Linked DNA regions of Mus musculus: regions 1 and 2 are each linked to region 3. The links are chromatin contacts, called in public Hi-C and promoter capture Hi-C maps. All regions are on one chromosome and are shown on one strand. Each heading gives the region's core, a stretch centred on a gene start, on an enhancer-like site or on the middle of the called end of the contact. The rest is flanking DNA. Distances are from core to core; before and after follow the strand shown.

Region 1 (4,860 bases), core at 176-2,675, 5.0 Mb before region 3:
ATCTGCAAGGGCATTTTTTTTTAATTATTATTTTTGATTATGAGTAGGGCGGCTATCCAGGTTTTTACCGGTTGTTCCTCATTAACTTATATTAATAACTTGACTCATAATTTATTCTGTAAACTATTGGGGTTTGGACGATAAATTTGAGGCCATCCAACTTATAAATAACACTTATAACTGGCTTAAAAATGTAGGACGTGGAGGTCCTACGAAGAGACAGAAGAACAAACATTTCCATTGGCTGAGCACACACTGGCAGTGCTGGGCACCAGCAGAAGACTTCAGGGCTCTTGAGAGAGTGCTTTACTGGGAGGAGGCCCAGGTGTTCCAGGAGTTTCTGGCAGACAAGGTCTGCACAAAGAAAGGGAGTGGGTGTGGCCAGTGGGTTTAGGGGACCTTCTCTTTTAGCCACTGCTGTTGTTAAGAGCCTAGGGAGTCACTTAGTCCACCTGGCCACAAAGCCCTATGGCACAGGCCTACAATCACCAACTACAGACCCTGAAGGAGGATCGCCAGAAGTTCAAAGCCTGTCTGCACAGTTAAATTAATAAATAAAAAGTACAGTAGCTCAAGGTCCTCCGTTTAATTCCTCGTTACAGGGCGGGGAGCCATCTGGGCCACCAGTTTCCCAGCCTGTAACCCAGAGATAACAGTGTTTACCTCCAGAGACTGGCTCTTTACTTAACAATGGTTGCTATTATTCCATTATATAGATGGAGTCAGGAAAGGGCGAACTGCTGATCAAGGCACATTGGAATTCTAGCCAGCTGGAACCGAGGTCACCATACACTACCTGACTACAGTAACTTGGGAGAGAAAACTTGCCCAAGGTCACACAACTCCTAAACGGCTGGGGGGGGGGGGGGTAAGACCAACCTCAGGGAGGGTCTATCACTGAGTCAAACAAGCTGTGGGGACTCAAGCGTGATCAGAGCTCCTTTTCACTGTTTCACGGAAACCCACCCACAGGAGAGGGTCCAACACAACAAAGGGCGGAGGAGGGCTTGCAAAAGTCATCGAATCTCAGAGGTGACTGGAATCCGGAGGCGGTGGGGAGATCCCGGGAGTAATGAGTGGCATCCTCCCCAAGCAAGCAAAACAGATCACCTTTTACACTAGCTCCCTCGGCAGGGAGGAAGCATCGAGTCCTGGGGCATGCTGAGAGCTTACGTAAGGCCACTAGCGGCTGCGCCCCGGTGTCCCCAGGGTATACACAGCGCCTGGGCGCGGAGCGAGGGCGGGCCTTCCCCACCACACACGCTTCCCAGCCTCTCCGGATGCAGGGACCACCGGCCCCAGGGCCGCAGCGTCGGGGCTGGGCGCGGCGTCCTCCCACGGCCCCCAGCTTCCCGGGGGAGGAGCAGCGCATCGCGCAAGCATCCGGGATCGGCGGAGGGGGCGGGAGGAAGGGCGAGAGGAGGAAGCGGGATTTAAACGAAAGGCGGTGACGCCACACAAAAGATTCCTATAGGCTCCGGGGAGGTTACGGCCGAGGTGGCGGCGGCGAGCCGGGGGCGAGGCGGACGCCAGGAGGCGAAAACTGCAACCGTGCGCGGGCAGGCGGGTGTCCCCTGGCCTGCGGTCTCCTCCCTTCCTTTCAGTTGCTCGGAGGTCGCTCGGAAGTTGCTGGTTGACAAACATGGCAGGAGTCCGGGCCCGGGTCGGCCTCCGCGACGCCGCGCTCACCTTCTGAGCCGACCACCCTGGGGCGTCGGATGCGCGGGGCCCGCGGGCTCTGCGGGGAAACACAGATGGAATCTCCACGACAGCCGGTCGCCGGCCGCAGGCCATTCAGGAGGGGAGGGCGTGCCGCCGCGGCGCCGGGCCGCGCACTCTGAACCGCCAGGCGGGAAGGCGCGGCCGCCCAGCACCCTGCGTTGCAGCCTCCCGCCCGACTGACTCCGCGCGGCCGCCACAGAGCCAGCCACGCCCTCGGCCCAGTGGCCGCCCAGCGCCCTAAGAGCCGGAGCAGGAGATGCGGCCGCGCGCCCCCGGGCGTCAGCTCCGGCCGCCGTCGCCAGCCTGTACCGTCTGGCGGGGTCGCCGCCCCTGAAGCCCACGTGCGCTGCTGAGCCGGATAGCCGCAGCGCAGCGGCTGACAGCAAAGCCTGCCGGGGCCGCCGCCCGCGCTCCTCTAGGAGCAGAGGATTTTGATTTCAAAGGAAGGAAGGAAGGAAGGACAACTCCCAGCCTCCCCGTCCCGCCCTCTCCGCTCCGGCGGCCCGGCCGGCCATGCCCAGGAAGGTGGCGACAGCCCGGCAGCGGGGACTTTTCTGGTAGGCTAGTGAAGAGGGGCGCGGACTAGGAGTCTGCCGTGCCCCGGCTCACGGTTCCCGCGAGCTACACAGCGCCCCGAAGAGCTTGCCGCGGGCTTGGGCCCGCCCTGCGACGCCCGGCCACCGGCCGCCGCCACCCGGATCTCTGTGCCCGCCGCGGTGGGTGGCATGATGGTGCGCGGAAGGCAGCGCGGCCCTGGCCAGCTGAGTCGCGGCGGCGGTGGTAGCGGGCTCCCCAGCGGCATGCCAGTGCCCCCTGGGCGCGATGGCTAGCGGCAGCGCCGGGAAGCCCACTGGCGAGGCGGCTTCTCCGGCTCCTGGGAGCGCCGTCGGCGGGGCCAGCTCGCAGCCGCGGAAGAGGCTGGTATCTATCTGTGATCACTGCAAGGGCAAGATGCAGCTGGTGGCCGACCTGCTGCTGCTGTCTAGCGAGGCGCGGCCGGTGCTCTTCGAAGGCCCCGCCTCCCCTGGCGCTGGTGCGGAGTCCTTCGAGCAGTGCCGGGACACCATCATCGCGCGCACTAAGGGGCTGTCCATCCTCACCCACGACGTGCAGAGCCAGCTCAACATGGGCCGCTTCGGAGAGGCGGGAGACAGTCTTGTGGAACTGGGCGACTTGGTGGTGTCGCTGACCGAGTGTTCTGCACATGCGGCCTACCTGGCAGCCGTGGCCACACCGGGCGCTCAACCTGCACAGCCAGGCCTTGTGGACCGCTACCGTGTGACACGCTGCCGCCACGAGGTAGAACAAGGCTGTGCTGTGCTGCGAGCCACCCCACTGGCGGACATGACCCCACAGCTGTTGCTGGAGGTGTCGCAGGGCCTGTCTCGAAACCTCAAGTTCCTGACGGATGCGTGCGCCCTGGCCAGTGACAAGTCACGGGACCGCTTCTCTCGCGAACAGTTCAAGCTGGGCGTCAAGTGCATGAGCACAAGTGCATCCGCGCTGTTAGCATGCGTACGCGAAGTGAAGGCGGCACCCAGCGAGCTGGCCCGCAGTCGTTGCGCGCTCTTCAGTGGGCCCTTGGTGCAGGCGGTGAGCGCTTTGGTGGGCTTTGCCACCGAGCCTCAATTCCTGGGTCGCGCAGCTGCCGTGAGCACTGAGGGCAAGGCGGTGCAGACCGCCATCCTGGGAGGTGCCATGAGTGTGGTGTCGGCCTGCGTGCTCTTGACCCAGTGCCTCAGGGATCTGGCGCAGCACCCAGATGGGAGCGCCAAGATGTCGGACCACAGGGAGAGGCTGAGGAACTCGGCCTGCGCCGTGTCTGAAGGCTGCACCCTGCTATCTCAGGCTTTAAGGGAAAGGTCTTCACCCAGGACTTTACCGCCAGTGAATTCCAATTCTGTGAATTAGCACTCCCCACGCTCCACCCCCACCCCAGCCCCTATACCTGTTTTCCACCCCAGGCTAAAGGAAGACACTTAACCCCTCCCCTCTCCATTTATACCAAAGAATCCATAGGTGATCCCCTCCCTCATGTTAAATGCTCAAGAGGAATTTTCCAGAAGGCAGGGCCATGCAATCATCAAGTACTCAGAGGGCCTGGGTGTCCACCAGCCCACTATAGGGACTCAGACACAGAGAAGATGGGTAGTCTGCTGGCTGCAGGGTTAACCCTACACACTCGAGCCCCTCAACTCAGTTATCAATTGGGCAGGAAAGAGGTCATGGGCTCATTTCTTCCTTCTTTTTAATTAATGAAAGGTTACCTCAGTTTTCCCTCCTTTAGACATGGATGTAGCTACCTTTTTGTATGTCGTTATTTTTGTTGAATTAGAGTATACATGGTGTGAAAAAGAGTATGACTTTGCCATATGATTTGCAAGTGGGGGGGAAAGCTACTGTGAGCGTGTGTTTTATTTTTTAAATTACACTATAGAGTGATTTCCCCCCCCCCCCAATGTCAAGTTTTTACCCTGCATGTACTGGAGTATTTATTTCATCTATTAAATTGTTATGTTTCTCAGATGGCTTTTCGCAGTTACTGTCTTTTCACTAACTGTGCATGCCGCCTGCCATCTGTGGGAAGGAGCTGTGGGGGGAAAAAGGTTTACATCCATTGGCAAGTGAATCCCCAGTGCCTAACCATTTCCACTCTAAAATTCCATTTTCCCTCTGGTATTATTCCTCTGAGCATCCTTGCACCCTAGAAAGACAAATGTATGTGATCTATTTTTAAAGGCAATCGAATGTGATTGGACTATGCAGTGCGTGGGGGAGGACTGTTAGTGGGGAGGACTGTTAGTGGGGAGGACTGTTAGTGGGGAGGACTGTTAGTGGGGATTTTGTCTTCTTCCCTCTAGTTTTTCTGGAAAGTAACCTAGCTCTCTTTGTCCTCCACTCATTTCTCTATTATAATGAGCCATAGGTTCAGGCTTACTGAAATCTGATTTGTATTCGGCCTGTCATTTTCAGATTAAAGTACTTCCTAATACTGTGTGGGGTGCTGCCTTGCCAGCTCACAGAATTTTGCATGGGACTTAACAGCACTGTATCAACTGATCCTTTAGCATCTTCAGTGAGGCTAGGCCTAACCCAGAAATCTCTATGACTTTATAGAAGGTTCTAGGCAGTTTGATA
Region 2 (4,573 bases), core at 685-3,184, 3.0 Mb after region 3:
TCCCTGGGGTTCTGCAAACTGATGTATCAAGGTCCCCATCCATGAGCCAGCACCTCCTCCTTTCTGAAAGCAGGGTCTCAATATCATCTGCTCAAATGATTAGTTTGACTAAAGCCGTCTCTGCATACATAGCAAGCTCACTGCTCCAGGCCGCCCTCCTCCCTCTAAGACAGGAAGGATGCATTTACTTTACAGCGCACACGGGGGCATTTCTTTTTGTCTTCCTACTTTTCTCTCCCTACACTGGTGGCACAGGCTTAAGATGCCATCAACAGGAACTGAGCCACCGTGGAACACACAACTTGCACACGGATCCTGCACCGCTGCATGGCGCAAGGAACCCAGTTGCAGTTCGATGCCCATGAAAAAGATTTCGTCTGTCCATCCTCCACAATTTTTTTGAACAATCTCCCTGGACTGGCTTGCTGATAAAGGACTCAGCTGAAATATCAATAATTACAGGGCTGGGACAAAAGTGACTTTGCCCATCTCCACAGACAAAGCCTGTGATCTCCACAACCCTGTCTTAGAGGGACCAAATCTACTGTAGGATAAGAGCACCGTGGGTCCTCCCTCCTCTGTCCCCTGACACAAGCTTTCAGCAACACCCATAAAAAGTCCTCCCAGCATAACTGTGCCGCTTATGAAAGAGGCTCAGCAAACTAGAGGGTCAGGTGCCAAGTGCCCCTCCCTCCCCGTCTTACTCCAGGGGTGAAGAGCCCAGACATCTGGCATACCTTGTCCTGCCCTGAGCATGGAGGGAGAACTAGTGCCCAATGAACCTTGGCCAAAGCAACTTGGCCTCTGGTCTCCCCAAAGTACAGATGAACTACAAAGCCCCCGAGAGTCCGCCCCTCCCCCCAACTTCCTGTGCTCGAGTCTCTAGAAAGTCTCCCAGATTGGTAAGGTGGCACTTGCTTATAAACCCAGCTCTCAGGAGACTGGGACCAGAGATTTCATGCTCAAGGCTGGCCTGACGTTTATAACAAGACTAAAACCGGGAGAGGAAAAAAAGAAAAAAAAGTAAGACTGTGAGAATCCACTTTGAGGTCCTTGAGGCACTTGCACCCAAGTGTCTGGTGCCCCAGTAGGCACAATTCCCGAGTAGGAAAAAGCTTCTAATACAGCTATGAAGGAGACTAGTCCAGTGGGGATTTGCAGACCACAGCGGAATTCTCGCGCCAGGGCAACGCATGGGAGGAGGGGAATGGGATGGCGGGGGGAGGGGGGGGTGGACTACTTGCTACGGCCCTGCCAGATCGGCCACCACCTGGGTAGGTAGGGGCGTATGGCTCCGGGAGTGTCACCACTCTCCCTTGATAGACAACTTTCCAGACAGGAAGGACCCTATGCTGCGGGCCACACGGCCAGGCCCTGCTGTCTACTCTTCCCTGGTTTAACCCCTCGGCCCTGGCTAGGTACAAGCAAGTCGCGGGGACCTTGGCTAGGTGTGTGCACAAAGCTGCACGGTTCGCATCCTCGAAGACAAGCAGTTTCCTCTTTCTAGGATCAATAGTAATTTTTTTAAAAAAGAGAATCAGCGGACTCAATGAATCAAACACTCCCGGGAGAGGGTAGCCGCTCCTGCGCGTAACATCCGTTTGGAAAACAATTCATTCCCTTGGCGGGAGCTCTGAACATAACAGTACGGGGTCCCCAAGCTCGATCGAGGGGCGCTCCCAGGTCAGCACCCACTTCCCCGACCCAGTGAACTGGGCCTGCGGTCCTACGCCCTGCCCGGCGATCCTCGAGCAGGATCGCTCGCTGTCCCGGTGACAAGTTCCGACCTGATCCTCACCGTGCGGCCCCACAGGCTCTGCAGTCCCCGCCGCTGCCGCCGCCCCCGGCCGGCTCACCAGTCCCGGCCGCGATCCCGTAGCCGAACCGCACGGGCGCTGCCAACAAACTAGTTTCTCCGGCCTTCCCGCCCCGCCTCGCGGCCCGAAGCGCAGCAACCAATCATAAACCGCGCCTCTGTGACGGATGGGTCGACTGACCCGTAATACAGTCGCGTGAGAAGAAAGGGACGGTCGTCCAGGCCATCGGTGCCGCGGAAGGCGGGGCGGGGAGAGGAAAGCGACTGCCACCAGATTCTTAAAGGGACAGGCCATTGCCTTTCTGTTCTGGTGGCCAGAGTTGGGAGAAAGCAACACGACCTGTTCTAGAGCTTCTCTTAAGGAAGGTCTTTGTCGATCACACGCATTCTTCTTTCTGTTACCGAATCACAGCCGTTGTTGATCTTTTTAAAGACCAGCAATCTAATCGCTCCTATGTTAAGGAAATCCTTTTTCCCTCCCGGCTAGTTTCGATGCGAGGGAATTTCTACAGACACGAATCCCTGTCTATACTGGGAATTCCCAGATTTCAAGGGAGAGGACTTTAAGCTTCAGCTGTTCTGTCAAGCCGGTGGAAATTTCTTCCTAAACTTTTTTTTAACCCTTCAAATATCCTTCACTATTAGAACTCTCAGCGGTACAAAACTGATAGAGTAAATCTATATCTATACATACATACATACATACATACATACATACAACACACATATGGAATTTATTAGAGTAACTTTCAGGCTGTGGCCGGGGTAGCCCAACAATGGCTGTCTCCGGATATAACGTCTGAGAGTCCAACTGTCAGTCCACGAGGCTGGATGCTTCAGCTGGTCTTCAGTATACCTTGGAATTCAGAAGAAGTTGGCTATAATACAATGAAAGAATGACCCTACCTGTGAAACTTAAGGGCAGACAAAGAGCAAAAGCTTGCTTCTTCCAGGTCCTTTTTCCAGGCTGCCGCTAGAAGGTGCCCAGATTTAGGGTGGGTCTTCGGGGGTGGGTGGATATGGGGGACTTTTGGTATAGCATTGGAAATGTAAATGAGCTAAATACCTAATAAAAAATGGAAAAAAAAAAAAGAATGAAATTGGCTCAAAAAAAAAAAAAAAAGGGTCTTCCTATCTCAAATGATCCAACCAGGAAAAAATCCCTCACAGGTGAGCCCAGCTGCTTGGGTTTTAGCTACTCCAGATATAATCAAGTTGAGGATCAAGAGTAGACATCACACTTGCCCAACGCATCCATTAGTTCATTTAAGAGTTACTAGATGAGCTGGGGAGTGGCGCTCACAACCACCTGTAATGAGAACGCCCTCTTCTGGTGCGTCTGAAGTCAGCTACAGTGTACTTATGTATAATAATAAATCTTTGGGCCGGAGCGAGCAGAGACTCTAAAAATTCAATTCCCAACAACCACATGAAGGTTCACAACCATCTGTACAGCTACAGTGTACTCACATACATTTAATTAATTAATTAAAAGAGTTACTAGACCTGGGCGGTGGGGGCTTACTCCTTTAACCCCAGCACACAAGGCAGAGGAATGCCAATCTGATTTCCACACCAGCTGATCTATAAAGTTGATTCCAGGACAGCCAGGGCTACACAGAGAAACCCTGTCTTAAAGGAAAAAAAAAAAAAAAAGGGAGGGAGGATATTTTCTAGATTTCTATGTCAGAGAGAGAGAGAGAGAGAGAGAGAGAGACTGCCTGCCTGCCTGCCTGCCTGCCTGCCTGCCTGCCTGCCTGCCTGTGTGCTATAATTCTGAGACCTTGTAATCTGGTCTTGAAGTTCCATCGGCTTCTTTCTTCTCACCGCACCACACCCCACTATGTGATGCTCTGATGGATGGTTCTTGCAGGCAGAAGGAGTATCATTAAACCTTTCCTACAGGATTATTGTAAAGATGGAGGGCTTGGGAGCCAGTAAATGCTCAAGAGGGTGTCTCCATACCGCCTAGATCTGGAGACATTTAAGATGGAAGGGTTCCCATATTTAAGAGGAGCCTTGGCCAGAGCTGATCGGTGGTCTAATGTGCTGGCAAGAAACTTTCCAAAGGGACAGGGCAGCATCAAATAATTGTTTCATTAAATGAATGACAGTCAGCATTTATAGTTATAGGTGCCCTGCCAATTTCCTAAAGCAAAAGCATTTATATAATTATTGCTTGGATGAAGCCTCCCATGCAAAATTGATTCTTAGCAAGTTCATAAGCATTGAGTATTTTTTTTTAAGACTGTCTGTGAACTTACACATGCCAAGCATCAGAAATCTGGCTCACATTATCACTGTTTCAGTCTTCAACTCTGGGGCCTAAATTAGGTAGTGGCATACATTAAAAGCAAATATAGCCAATAAAAAGAAATCAGAGCCAAGAACATGTATTGAGTTATTGAATTTAGAGAGGAAGCCAGGAAAGAAAGAAATGAGCCTGTTTTGCCATCTGCCTCAGCATTAGCACAGACCCTGGAGCATCCCCCTATCTGTGAGGAGCGGGTGTGGCAGCAGTCCCAAGAAGGCGCCAGGGACTGCAGCTAAGTCTTATGACTTGCACCTGACTTCCTCATACACCTGAAAATAAGCCACAATCACCGTGAGAGCTGCGCAGGTGCACCAGGATACTGGTGAATCCATTTTGGTGGAGACATGCCCCTGCTGCCCTGATTAGCTGAAGCTGTGTGCCTGGTGAGGTGACATGGCCTGCCATGAGTATCGGATGAGGGCTGAGAGTATATAAGAGTGAGA
Region 3 (5,028 bases), core at 72-2,571:
CCTAGATGCTGCCATGCTCCCACCATGATAATGGACTGAACCTCAGAACCTGTAAGCCAGCCCCAATTAAATGTTGTCCTTGTAACAGTTGCCTTGGTCACGGTGTCTGTTCACAGCAGTAAACCCCTAATCAAGACACAGGGTAAGTAGCAGTAAGATAGGAGGAAAGACCAGTCCTGTGTTTGCTGATGCCAGCATGTGTGTGAGTAAAGGTCCACTTAGCCAGGGGGAGGCCCAGTGACCCATGCTGACTCAATGGCTCTCAGCTTGCTCGTTCACTCTCCAAATAGCACCCCCTCTTTTAAAAACAGGTTGTCAGCAACCTCCTCATTTCCACAAACCACACCTCAAAGGGAGAAAATCTGGCTAAGAAGACCTGTGCTAACCCTGCTGATCATAGACTTTCCTGTCCCTGCCGGCAAGGTCTGAAAGAAGCTAAAATCAGGTCCCCTTGAGAAAAAGTCTCTGTACTTTTGTATTTGTGTTAAGAGATAAAAAGCAGCCATTTCCTATAGTCCCTCACCCTGTGAACATGTCAGAACCAACAATTACAAAGAGAACGTCCACAGCCTGCAGCCCTGAATGGAGCTCAGCTTAGTTGGAGAGAAGAGGACACAGTCCTTTCAACAAGGCCACGTACAAATATTCCATATCTTAACTCTGGTCAGTATGGTAGGCACGTGGCCTTCAAGTGAGGGTCCCTGACCCAAGAGGATTCCAGATGAGAAGGCTCCCAAGAAGCTACAAAGCCAGAAACGTCACTGTCATAAGGGCCCCACCTGCCATGCCCTGCCTGCCATGCCCAGGTCTCTGTCTGTCTGTCGAGACCCTGTTCTAGCACAAAGTAACCGGATGGCATCAACCGTTCTAGGTAGAAGGCAAAGTTTGGGGATTAGGACCCGAGATCCCACCCTCAAGTCACGATTGCGATAATCATCCCAGTTTGAGAAAGGGTGGCGCAATAAAGGTCCCCGATGCTGCCCAAAAGCTTACCAGACCAATTTTAAACAAAACAAAACAAAAGTACGAGGACAGTCCGCGCTCACCAGCTGAGGCGTCCAGAGGACGCTCAACGTCCGCGCCGTCCCCTGAGGCCCACCGGCCCCGAGTCCGGCCAGGACCACGTGAGGCCGCGCCCCGGCCTAGTTGCAAACCAACCCGTCCCGAGAGCCACAGGCGGCTGGCGACAGAAACGGGCGGCCCGGGACTCCCTGTGGCCGTCCCCTAGCTCACCTGAAAACCCGGCCGCGCTTTCCCAGGTTTCACGTGGAACCCTTGCCGGGTGCGGAAGCTCCTTGCCCGGACAAGCCCGGCTTCGGCTACCTGTCTATTGGTTCTCTGGGGCGTAGCGCCCGCCTAAGGACTCTTCTGATTGGTTGATCCTGCTCCTCCTCAGTAAGTGTGCCAACTGGAAGGGGTGGGGCTACCGAAGGAAGAGGGCGTGGCCTGCGCCGGGATAGGGCAGCGTTTAGGAGGTTAGCATAAAACCGAATGGAACGTCCGGTTTCTGACCCGACGCCTAGTGAACCGCAACCTTCAAAGACTTAAAGCCTCAAAGAGCACATCCCGATCTGCCTCGGGGAACTGCAGCCCCTCCAGGCTTGGGGTTGTGAGAAGTCCGTGAAATAATACAGTATTCGTTAAACTTGGGGGAAAAAAAATCAGGTTTGCTTCTTCTGCACTGCTTTTTCAATATTTATTTGATTTGGGTTTTTTGTTTGTTTATTTTTTGTTTTGTTTTTTGAGACAGGATCTCAAGCTGTCCTCTCATTTTCTTTTTTTTTTTTTTCTAGTGTCAAGTTCACATAATGTCCTCGCTTTTTCTGTGTTAGCTGTGAATGAGCCTCTTGCCTCTGCCACCCTAGTGCTGGGATCACGCGTTTTGCCACCACACTCATCTTAAGTATTCCTTTGTGATTTTTTTTTTTTAGGAATGGGAGAGTTGCTCAGCGGTAAAAAAGGTGCTTGCTCTCTCTGTAATCCTGACAATCTGAATTTGATCCCTGAACCTTCTTAGCCTAGGCAGCTCTGGGCGTGGTTGCACACACCTTTGATCCCAGCACTCCGGAGGCAGAGGCGGGTAGATCTCCGAGTTCCAGGACAGACTGGTGTACAGAGCAAGTTCCAAGATAGCCAAAGCTACGCAGAGGAGAGAGGTAGAGAGGGGGAGAGGGAGAGACAGAGGAAGAAGAAGACGGAGGGAGGGCAGGCGAGCCAGATGCAGTGGTATTTATCTGTGACCTCAGTAACTCCTACAGTTAGATGATATATGGAGACAGAAAAACTAACTGGAGCTCTCTGGCCAGCTAGGGTAGGCAGAAACGAGATACCCCAATCAACAAGAAACTCCCTGAGCCAGGCGGTGGTGGCCCACGCCTTTAATCCCAGCACATGGGAGGCAGAGGCAGGCAGATTCTGAATTCGAGGCCAGCCTGGTCTACAGAGTGAGTTCCAGGACAGCCAGGGCTACATAGAAAAACCCTGTCTCGAAAAACCAAAAAAAAAGAAAGAAAGAAAGAAAGAAAGAAAGTCCCTGAAGTTGTCCTTTAGCCTGCATATGTGTGTTCAGCCCCTGCCCCTCCATGCACACACACACTTACACACAAAACAGGTTTTTAAAAGTAAGTTTAAAAAGGGAAAGCCGGAGGAGCTCATGGGCCCCAGAAGCAAATCTACTATTTTGCTAAACTGACAGCATCAATCTGCCCTTAAAATCCGTATACTCAAACATTCTGCTGGTGCAGCCCCAGACCTCATTAGAGAAGTTTCTTTGTGCGGTGGGTAGCCCCTAACACAGACACTCACAACTGGTCAAGCTGCAAGTGAGCGGCTGTGGGATGTTCAGCCATGGCGGAGACATCTATAGCCCAGCCCTTCTCTCCAAGGCCCACGACCATCTTGGAAGTCTGAGCAGAAAGACTGTAAGAGCCAGAGGAAGAGGAGGAGAAGGAGGAAGGCTGGGGTCATGTCCATGTCTCAAGTCAGGACTCTTGACTTCGTAGCCGCCGGGGCTGCCTGTGCAGGATCAACACAGTCACCGTGTCATGAGCATGGAGCCTGGAGTGGCTCACAAGCCCTCCCCATCCCTGGCTACCGACAGTTGATGGCTGCTGGGGGAAGGAGAACCAGGCTTTCCTGGATGGATCAACAGGATGCAGCTGTAGATAGGATGACCATGCTGCGGTGGGTAGCTAGTTCTACATCCATGCAAACCCAGGCAGCACCAACTGGAATCAGCGAGTTGTAAAAGAACCCGAGGTTGGAAGGGAGAGGGTGGGCAGTAGATCTAGAACGGATGGGAATGGATACGTTTAAAATGCACTGAATGTTTATATGTTTAATTCTCAGAGAATTAAAATATGTTAAAAAAATAATAAAGTTAGGGCTGGAAAGATGGCTCTGCTCAGCTATCAAAGGCTAGGCTCTCAACCGAAAAGACAGAATGGAAAATAAAAATGTAAAGGAAAGCTAAATGAATGCATATCATTTGTACAAAGCAGTGGGCTTCATTGATGTGTTCATACCTGTACTTAGCTCTTACTCCATCCTGTCTTTACCCTCTCTCGTCAGCCCATTCCCCTTGCTATCTCTTTCTTTCACATAAGCCCTCGTAGATATGCTTCTCCCCTCCCCCCTCCGAAAGGAGTAAACCAGCGTTGCATGAACAGTATGTAAGTATGGGTGCCCATGGCCCTGGGCCCTATAAGCCAACAGACCAGAGGGTGGTTTTCCTTCTTGAATCAACCCAGGAAGGCTGTTTCAAGGAAATCTAGGTTTCTCAAGTTGAGGATGAGCCAAAATTCCAAGACCTTAGAGAGGTGCAGGAAACCAAATTTTAATTAACAAGCTATTTGTTCCAGTTGATCTATGGGACAAGGGAGTTGATTGCCAAGACATCAGAGAATGTGAATGTGAACGGATCTTTTTTTTTTTTTTTGTCAGAGGCCAGAGTGGGAAATCCATGAGTTTTAGCTCATTGTATGGGAAAGAACGATTTTTTTTTAATAGAAAGCCATTTCCAGAACTCAAAATAGTGGGAGACGTTCTTAACCAGTGTAGTTTTCACAGAGCCCTGTGGGATGGTAAAGGTCAACAGAGGCTATTCAAAGAGTCCTCTCGTGTGCTTTTAAAAAGCGACAGACAATGTGGTGGGCATGGTACCCAGCCAGAGCTATGTAGGGAGCCACTGTCGAAAGAGAAGAAGAAAAAAAAAAAAGATGCCACACTGGGTAGTAGTGGTTGGTACACATGCCTGTAGCCCCAACCCTTGGGAGATGAGGGGTACAATGTCATCCTGGGCGACACAGCAAGTTGGAGGCCACCTGGGTCACAAGTCTCTAAAACAAAGTAGGAAATAGTGGGAAAAGCTGACACCAGAATGGCTATACTGGGAGATTTGGTTACGTTCACTTGGCAGTTGGGTTCTGTTGATTTGGGAATGTTTGGGGCCTACTGGTTTTGGATCCATTTATCGTGTACGTGTGCAGGTGTGCAAATGCCGTACAGGGGCGGTGGGAGTCAGAGGACAACTTATGGAAGGGTTCTGGGGATCCAACTCATGCCGTCAGTCGTGGCAGCAAGCACCTTGACCTCCTGAGCCATCTCACTCAACTGTATCTAGAAGAGTCTCATGTAGCCCAGGTTGGCCTCCAACTTGCTATGCAGCCAATGATGTCCTTGAACTTCTTATCGCCATTTTCCAAAAGTTAAAGTTATAGGCATGTGCCACCATACCCAGTGTATTAGGTGCAGAGGGTGGAACTCATGGTGTCCGGCATGCACACTTATGGGGTGTGTGTGTGTGTGCATGTAAGATAACTCAAAGGAGTGTTTCTGTCTTTCTACCATGGTCCTGGGTGTACAACTCAGGTTCTTCCAGAACGGTCGCAAGCACATTTACCAGCTGAGCCATCTCACTGGCCTAAAAGACACATTTAAGACGTCAACATTTCTGGAACATCTTTTGTTACTACTTGGATTTATGACAGAAATATTAGCAAACAACAACAAAAAGGAGGTCCCAGGTAC

What was found. Promoter capture Hi-C pulls out the DNA fragments that hold promoters and counts their contacts. A called contact is a pair of places that touch in the nucleus more often than the background predicts.
Region 1: a Hi-C map of regulatory T cells shows a contact between it and region 3, with 7 times the contacts expected there. The contact joins the promoter of Tlnrd1 here to the promoter of Aen in region 3. A contact is called at or near these places in 4 of 484 Hi-C or Micro-C datasets (CD4 T cells, CD8 T cells, erythroblasts and 1 more).
Region 2: a promoter capture Hi-C map of pre-B cells shows a contact between it and region 3. The contact joins the promoter of Klhl25 here to the promoter of Aen in region 3. A contact is called at or near these places in 5 of 39 promoter capture datasets (cranial neural crest, frontonasal cranial neural crest, maxillary cranial neural crest and 2 more) and 1 of 484 Hi-C or Micro-C datasets (CD8 T cells).

What each region holds. Positions count from the first base shown.
Region 1 is chr7:83,880,906-83,885,765 of GRCm38.p6, reverse strand. Tlnrd1 (talin rod domain containing 1) reads left to right here and starts at 1,425. Exons shown (of 1, transcript NM_030705.4): 1 at 1,425-4,860. The coding sequence starts at 2,545. The coding sequence ends at 3,633. It also overlaps a transcript of Mesd not described here.
Region 2 is chr7:75,845,699-75,850,271 of GRCm38.p6, reverse strand. It overlaps Klhl25 (kelch-like 25), which reads right to left and starts at 1,934. Exons shown (of 3, transcript NM_001122780.1): 1 at 1,799-1,934. It overlaps Gm51489 (a long non-coding RNA gene), which reads right to left. Exons shown (of 3, transcript XR_003946804.1): 3 at 2,560-2,672.
Region 3 is chr7:78,892,220-78,897,247 of GRCm38.p6, reverse strand. Aen (apoptosis enhancing nuclease) reads right to left here and starts at 1,321. Exons shown (of 4, transcript NM_026531.5): 1 at 1,234-1,321. It overlaps Gm39039 (a long non-coding RNA gene), which reads left to right and starts at 1,466. Exons shown (of 2, transcript XR_882236.1): 1 at 1,466-1,665; 2 at 2,886-3,473.